2 separate regions of the Zea mays genome follow, and region 2 is linked to region 1. A link is a contact called in public Hi-C data. All regions are on one chromosome and are shown on one strand. The core of a region is the stretch at or near the end of the contact, and the rest is flanking DNA. Distances in the headings are between cores, read along the strand shown. Region 1 holds the start of LOC100304377 (Mechanosensitive ion channel protein 6). Region 2 holds the start of LOC100281087 (dehydrin COR410).

Region 1 (3,581 bases), core at 690-3,189:
CCCGCCCAGCCGCGCGCAGTTGCGGAAAAAGAAGAAGGGACAACACAACAAGGCTGGTGTATGTATGAAACGGGCCAGGCCCCACCCCAGGCCTCTCTCCGGCGGCGCTTTACGGACAGCGCAGGCTGTGTGCGCGTTTTAACTGGCACAACAGGAACGGCGTAGCGCATGCGTATGGACGGCTCTTGCGCATATGATCCCGGCCCACTGTCGTAGTCGCGAGGTCTCGTCCGTACACGTAGCGGAAGCGAGCATCCGTCGTGTGGGGAGAGGTGAAGAAGGCATTTTCTTTTTACCGGTATCACATGCATGGACCCGGGCGAAGATAAGAAGAAGAACACGGAACCTTATCGCTGGCTGGACCGAATGCGTCAGAAAGGGCGAGGGGGACACATGATGCGGGAGTTACGGTGGCCGCGGACGCCTGTCCTGCGCTGTGTGTAGTAAACTAGTAATAATATGTGTTGCATAGTCTAGTCCAGATTCGATTTCTTCTACACGTCGCGTCGCATCCAAATACGAAGGGTCCTCGTCACCTGTTCCCATGCTTCCATCACGCTGCCACTTATCTGTTCATGTCTAATCAGGACACGCGCGATACGGACTACTAGCTAGATGTCCAGTGGATATTACACCGTTTATTTCTCGTCCGTTTCTGGCCAGAGCCAGACAAAACAAAGGGCTCACCACCGCGTGCTACTCAAGCAGTAGCGCAGCCCAACCCCCCCTTCTCACGCCACCGTATGAATACTGTGAATGATTCATGACCAGTGAGGTCGCCAGACCGTGACAGAGGCCGAGAAACGGACGTGCCGCCAGCGGTGCACGTACTACCGTGTCACACAGCCGGGCTTTGACGTTCGACACCATCGTCACACACACACACACGAAGCCCGAAATCAGATGTCACATGATGCGCGTGGGTTTCCACTTTCGACTATACCGGTGCACCACCACGCCGTCTAAGTAAACCGTCTCGCTCTCTTTTGCCCGGGTACTCAGAACATGATCGGCGACTGTCATGTTCTTCACCAAATAGTAGTGCAGAATGCGGATCCACCACAACGACTGTCTTGTTCTTTCACCACCGTTGATTTTTTTTATGGACGCAACGCAACCTCCCTCGTTAACGACACTTGAGAGCATCTCCAAGAGACTATCTAAATATATTGTCAAGCTAAATTTTAGCTACTTAATAGCATAATAGCTCTCCAACAGAGTAGCTATTTAACTTGCTAAGCTATCTGGCTCTTTAAATTAACTCTCTCACTAGCTAAAATTTGGCTAGCAACTCTCGCTAGTCAAGCTAAATTGCATTTTGGAGAGTCTGTTGGAATGAAATGTTATATATAGAGTTTAATATTTATGGAGAGACAAATAAAAAGTCAAATAAAGAGTCAAAAATAAAGAGTCTCTTGGAGATGCTCTGAGTGTCACTCGCTAACTGGGGACACGCATTCCCCGCTTCCACGCCGCCAGTCTCGCGCACGGCGGCACGCTCACGCCCAAACCACCCTCCCATATCTTTTTGATTCCCACTAACGCCCAGGCCCATTTCTCTAATCGCAGCCTTGCACCGAACCCCTGCCATGCCATGCCACGTACGCGACGTGGCTACCCAACCCGTGCTCTGTGGACTGTGCGGGCGGCGCGGCGCTCGGTCGCAGCAGGCGCCAGTGCGCGCGCCCCCACGACACACGCTGACCACACGGCCCCGGCGCCCGGATCAATGCGAGGCAGGAGGACAGGCATAAAGGCAGACGAGCGTTGGAGGCATGCGGCTGCTCCACGTTGTTCCGGAACTTTCCGCCCCGCCGTCCCGCGAGCAGCACCGCCAGCGTAAACCGGCGACGCGCTATTAATCCAGCCCACAACCAAGTCATCACTGCCACCAAGTATACCAGGAGCGGAGAGGGGGTCGAGCCGTCGAGCGGAGTGGCTGCGGTGCCCATCGATCTTCGGGGAGTGTCTGGGGTCGCCGGCGGCGAAGCCATGGACCAGGCGCGAAGCAAGAGCGGCCTGCGGTCGCACGGGTCCGGCAAGGCTTCCTCGCGGCCGGGGTCGGGGACGCTGGGATCGCCGGAGGAGCAACCGATGCTTTCCGACCGCCGGGAAGTCGTCGTGAAGGTCGATGGGAACGGGAACGGGCACGCGCCGTTTTCCTTCCACGGCGCGGACGCAGGTGGCGGGGGAAAGGCGGGGAATGCGACCTCCAGCACGCACTCCACGGCGACCACGACGCCGGCCGAGAGCAGGCCGAGGTCGAGCGAGGCGAACTCGCCTCGGTCGCCGCCCAAGGTGTGGCGGGAGGGGAGCTACGAGTTCTGGAACAACGATGGTGGCGGCGCCGGCGCCGCCGCCACCGAGGCGTTCAGCTTCAAGAACCGCCCGCCGCCGCAGGCGCCGCAGTCGTCGTCCCCTTCGATGTCGCCGACGCAGCCGCCGCGGCCGGAGGGGGGCGGCGTGGACCCTCCCACGCGGCTCATCGGCAGCTTCCTCCGGAGGCAGGCGGCGTCCGGCGGCGAGGTGTCGCTCGACCTCGACCTGGAGATGGAGGAGCTCGGCAGGACGGCGCAGCTGCGCTCGCACCCGTCCTTCTCCAGCTCGCTCGAGAGGGACGGCCGCGTGTCGTTCCAGGAACCCCAGAAGAGTCACTCCACCTCGTCCTGTTCCTCCGACTCTGACACCGACGACGGCCGGAAGCGCCGCGGCGACGACGGCGAGGTCGTCCGGTGCACGTCCTCGTCTACCGCAGCGGGAACGGGGCCGTTGCTGCGAGTCAAGACGCGCTCCCGGCTAATGGACCCGCCGCCGCAGTCGCAGCCCGCGCCGGCACCGGCACCGGCGCCGGCATCGGTACCTGCCGCGTCTCCTGTCATCGACGAGGAGCGGAAATCTTCAGGCTTGCGGACACCTACCAAGTCCGGTCGCCTCTTCTCCGGGCTTATGCACGGCAACAAGTCCGGCCCCGTTGGTGGCAAGTCAGGTCCCATGGACGACGACGAGGACGACCCGTTCGTGGACGAGGACATCCCCGATGACTTCAAGCGTGGGAAGTTTGACGCTTTGACCGTCTTGCAGTGGCTCGGCTTGTTCCTCATCGTCGCGGCCTTGGCATGCAGTCTCAGCATAAAGATCTTGTCCACGAAGAAAGTGCTGGGTCTGCACCTCTGGAAGTGGGAGCTCCTCGTGTTCGTGCTCATCTGTGGCCGTCTCGTCTCCGGATGGGTCATCAGGCTTGCCGTCTTCGGTGTCGAACGCAACTTCTTGCTGAGGAAGCGCGTGCTCTACTTCGTGTATGGCGTGCGCAGCGCCGTGCAGAACGCTCTCTGGCTCGGCCTGGTGCTCGCCTCGTGGCACTTCTTGTTCGACAAGAACGTCCAGCAGGAGACGAACTCTCCAGTACTGCCCTATGTGACCAAGATACTATTTTGCTTCCTTGTTGCCACGCTCATCCGCCTTGTCAAGACATTGCTGCTCAAGGTACTGGCCTCGTCCTTTCATGTCTCCACGTATTTCGATCGGATTCAAGAGGCATTGTTCAACCAATACGTCATCGAGACACTCTCTGGGCCGCCACT
Region 2 (3,463 bases), core at 183-2,682, 220 kb after region 1:
GCAATTATTAACGCATCCAGGTAGCCCAGCCGAATTACAACGCGCAGCTGCTCATAATTCAACAAACCCAGTACACAACATCCAGACCGACCGTGACTTTTGACTTGGAACCAAAATAAAACCCGTACGTACCACGTCCTACACAAGCAGCAACACTCACTGCCAGTCACGCGATCCACCTTAAAAAGCACACGGACCTTGACCAGGCGATCCACCTTGAAACAAACTTTTGGTAAAAGCAAACCAGAACCGAACCCACATGCCAACGCTAGCTACCTTCTGATCGCCCAAGGCCCGGCCACGGCCAGGACACGCGCTGCGACTGCGACCTTAGGAGCTGGTCCTGTGCTCGCCGGCGGCGTCCGCCTTGTGGTCTGCTTCCTCAGCTGAGCTCTTGTGGTAGCCGGGTATCTTGTCCATGATCTTGCCCAGCAAGCCCTTCTTCTCCTTGCCATCCGGGCTGCTCACGTTCTCCGCCTGCGGCGCCGGCGCCGGCGCGTGGACGGGCGGAGCCGGTGCGGCAGCGGCAGCGGCTTCAGGCTTCTTGTTGTGGCCACCGGGGAGCTTCTCCTTGATCTTGTCCAGCAGGCCTTTCTTCTCCTCCTCCGGTGCATGCGGCGGGGTCCCGGTCTTCACGTCGTCCTGGACGACGACGCCGTGGTCGTGCTGGTGGACGTGCGGTGGAGGCGGCGGGGCCGGGGTCGGGACGACGTGCGGCCTGTGCGCTTCCTCCTGGTGGTGGGCATGCGTCTCCACGGGCGCGGGCGCCGGGGACGGTGCGGCCGTGTGGTGGCCGTCCTTGTGGCCCGGCAGCTTCTCCTTGAGCTTCTCCTTGAGGCCCATCTTCTTCTTCTTCCTCTTGATAATCTCGCCGTTCTCATCGATCGCCTCCTCTTCCTCGTCGCTCGACTGCATGCGCGCACGATCGTGGTCAGATAATCGTGACTCTCGATCGTGTCAAATATATAGACGTACTGCGTATAACAAGCCGTTTTACTGATCCGAATATCAGCAGACCATGTTTATATATGAACGTACCGAGCTGGAGCTGGAACTGGTGCGGTGCAGCTTGGCGAGAAGGCCCTCCTTCTTCTCGCCGACGACCTCGTGCTCCTCCTCCTTGTGCCCGTGCTTCTCGGGCTCGGACACCGTGACCTTCTCCATGCCGGTCGCCAGCTCATCCGTCTGCTTCTTCTTCTCCTGGTCGTCGTCGTGCTTCTTCCTGCCGAGAAGGCTGTCCAGGAGCCCCCTATCCTTCACGTCCACCTGATCGGCGGCGTCCTGCTGGGCCTCACCGCCCTGGTGCTGCTGGGTGTTCCTCTCATCCTCCATGGTCGCCGAAACAGAAGGCTTTGCGAACTAAACAACAGAACAGATCAGCAGGCTAGCTACTAGTAGTAGAACTCGCTATTGACTGGCTTCTTCAGTGCCTTTTGGCTTAATTAGGGATGGAGAGGTATCGAGCCCGGAGGCGTCCTTATATAGAGCATCAGCAAGCTAGGCCACCGAAAGGTGTCACGTTCGTTTTCGTGTACGCGTAGGCTACGCGACGCGAGGAGGGGACAGATCAGCCGCGGGCGGGAAACGGACTGTCGGTTGGCCGACGAGGACATGTCCTGGTGGCCAGTCGCGCCACGACGCGTGTCGCACCCCGCGCGTGGGGCGGCCCGGATCGGACGTGGGCATGTGGCGATGCCTCGAGGAGTCGAGGTGCGGTATCACTGGGGTGGACGTAGGGCTGACAATGGGCTATAATTTTTGCACTATAAGATTTAAGGATCGAAGCGGGTTAGGATCGGGCTTTATTTCTAGTCATTTTTAAACTATAATTTATTTAGGGCCTTGACATTTTGTGAAGAACTATTTGGATCACAATCCATTACCACCCCTAGGTGGACGGCGTCGGGAGAGGTCGGCGCCATGTGGGCAGGCCGGGTCGGCCGGCGTGGTTTCTGTTTTGCCTAGGACGTAAACGAAGGCAGAGTTAAAGTGAAAAATAACGCATATATATGAACCATTCACAGACGGTTAGAGATGAATCATTTATAAATAATATAAGAAATATTATTTATAAATATATATTTGTAAAAGTTATCTGCTGCTCTGCTCCACTCCCCCCATCCACCTGCAGCTCTGCCGCCCGCGCCGACCATCAGTTTCCAATAAACTACAGCTTGATTGGATGGCTCCCCGTATATGCGCAGACTGACACCGTTCTATTCAGTTAAATACGATAATTTTAAACGTATAGCTGGATATAGATTAATGGCATCAAAATAGTTTATTTTGTATCCACTTATACAGACTATGACTCCTACATACAAGTAACCAAACAATATCTCAAATAAAGTCAACGCATACGGTCGGTGATCCAATATGAGATTGTGCAAAATAATTTCATTAAGTACTTTGGTTTATATAAAAAAAGGTAAGCGTTTGTGTTCGCTTTGGATTCGTCAGACTTCAATTGGGGTACCCGGGCGTCATTCATACCCGGATGTTCTCACCTCTTTGGCTCTCTATCAGAAGATGTACTGTGCGTACAGTGTACACCTTGCGTTGCCAGATTTTGCAAGTTGCCGATGGGCGACGCGACGCGGGCACGAGAGTGATTGCGATGCACGGGGGTTGCATGACTCGGACGACAGGAGAGGTCTAGAAGCTTCGACGTTGACATGTGGGTCCGGGCACTGATCCGTCATGAGAAAACAAGTCCTCTGCAGTATGTCTGGGGTCTGGGGAAGTAGAACCGCGGCGGGGTCACTGCTCGCGGGCCCACGCTCGCCCCCACGCGCAGCGACTTCGGGTCATCGGGTGCTACGTCCTACGAAGTTACTGGCAGAGGATCTCGTCGCGGGGCGGCACTACCTAGCCAAAGCCCAAAGCCGGGCTGGGGCTGAGTCTGGGGATGGGGATGGGCTGATAAGTGGATTTGGCCCTACTGCAAACAAAGGCTAACTTCAATCTATTTCCCCTCTCAAATCCTCTATTTATACTTTCTATACATATTTAAATACCTCCTTCTTCCCTCTATTTCATCTCCTCTCCACTCATTGTCCTATGTTCAGCTCCTCCTATACACTTCAACAGAGTTATTTGGCTTTTATACTTCAAAAACTTCTAAAAAGTACTGGAATGTTTATAGTACTATAATGCACATTGTTATCAAATAATTAACTTTAAAAATAATTAATTTCACAATTAAAAACACTATGGAAAACATAGAGATTAGAGCTCCCCGTGTAGGTCTAGTTTTGCTACTTGTCGGCGTTTCGAGACAGGGGGTCCCTAAGCCGACGAGTGAGTGTGCTGCGTGCCCCAGCCCAGATGGGTCGAGCGCGTGGGCGAGCGCGAAGGGGGGAGAGGCGAGGCGGCCGGAGCCGAGCGTGAGAGAGGTGGAAGTCCCGCGGCCTTCGTGTTCGTCCCGCGCCCAGGTCAGGTGCGCTTGCAGTAGGGGGGTTAC

The links. Hi-C and Micro-C count contacts between places; a contact is called where the count stands out from the background.
Region 2: a contact with region 1 is called in a Hi-C map of tassel, with 3 times the contacts expected there. The contact joins the promoter of LOC100281087 here to the promoter of LOC100304377 in region 1. A contact is called at or near these places in 3 of 25 Hi-C or Micro-C datasets (bundle sheath, endosperm and tassel).

Annotation. Positions count from the first base shown.
Region 1 is chr5:198,017,384-198,020,964 of Zm-B73-REFERENCE-NAM-5.0, forward strand. LOC100304377 (Mechanosensitive ion channel protein 6) reads left to right here and starts at 1,940. Exons shown (of 5, transcript NM_001165815.1): 1 at 1,940-3,581. The coding sequence starts at 1,993.
Region 2 is chr5:198,233,004-198,236,466 of Zm-B73-REFERENCE-NAM-5.0, forward strand. It overlaps LOC100281087 (dehydrin COR410), which reads right to left and starts at 1,433. Exons shown (of 2, transcript NM_001370707.1): 1 at 1,039-1,433; 2 at 1-909. The coding sequence starts at 1,332. The coding sequence ends at 331.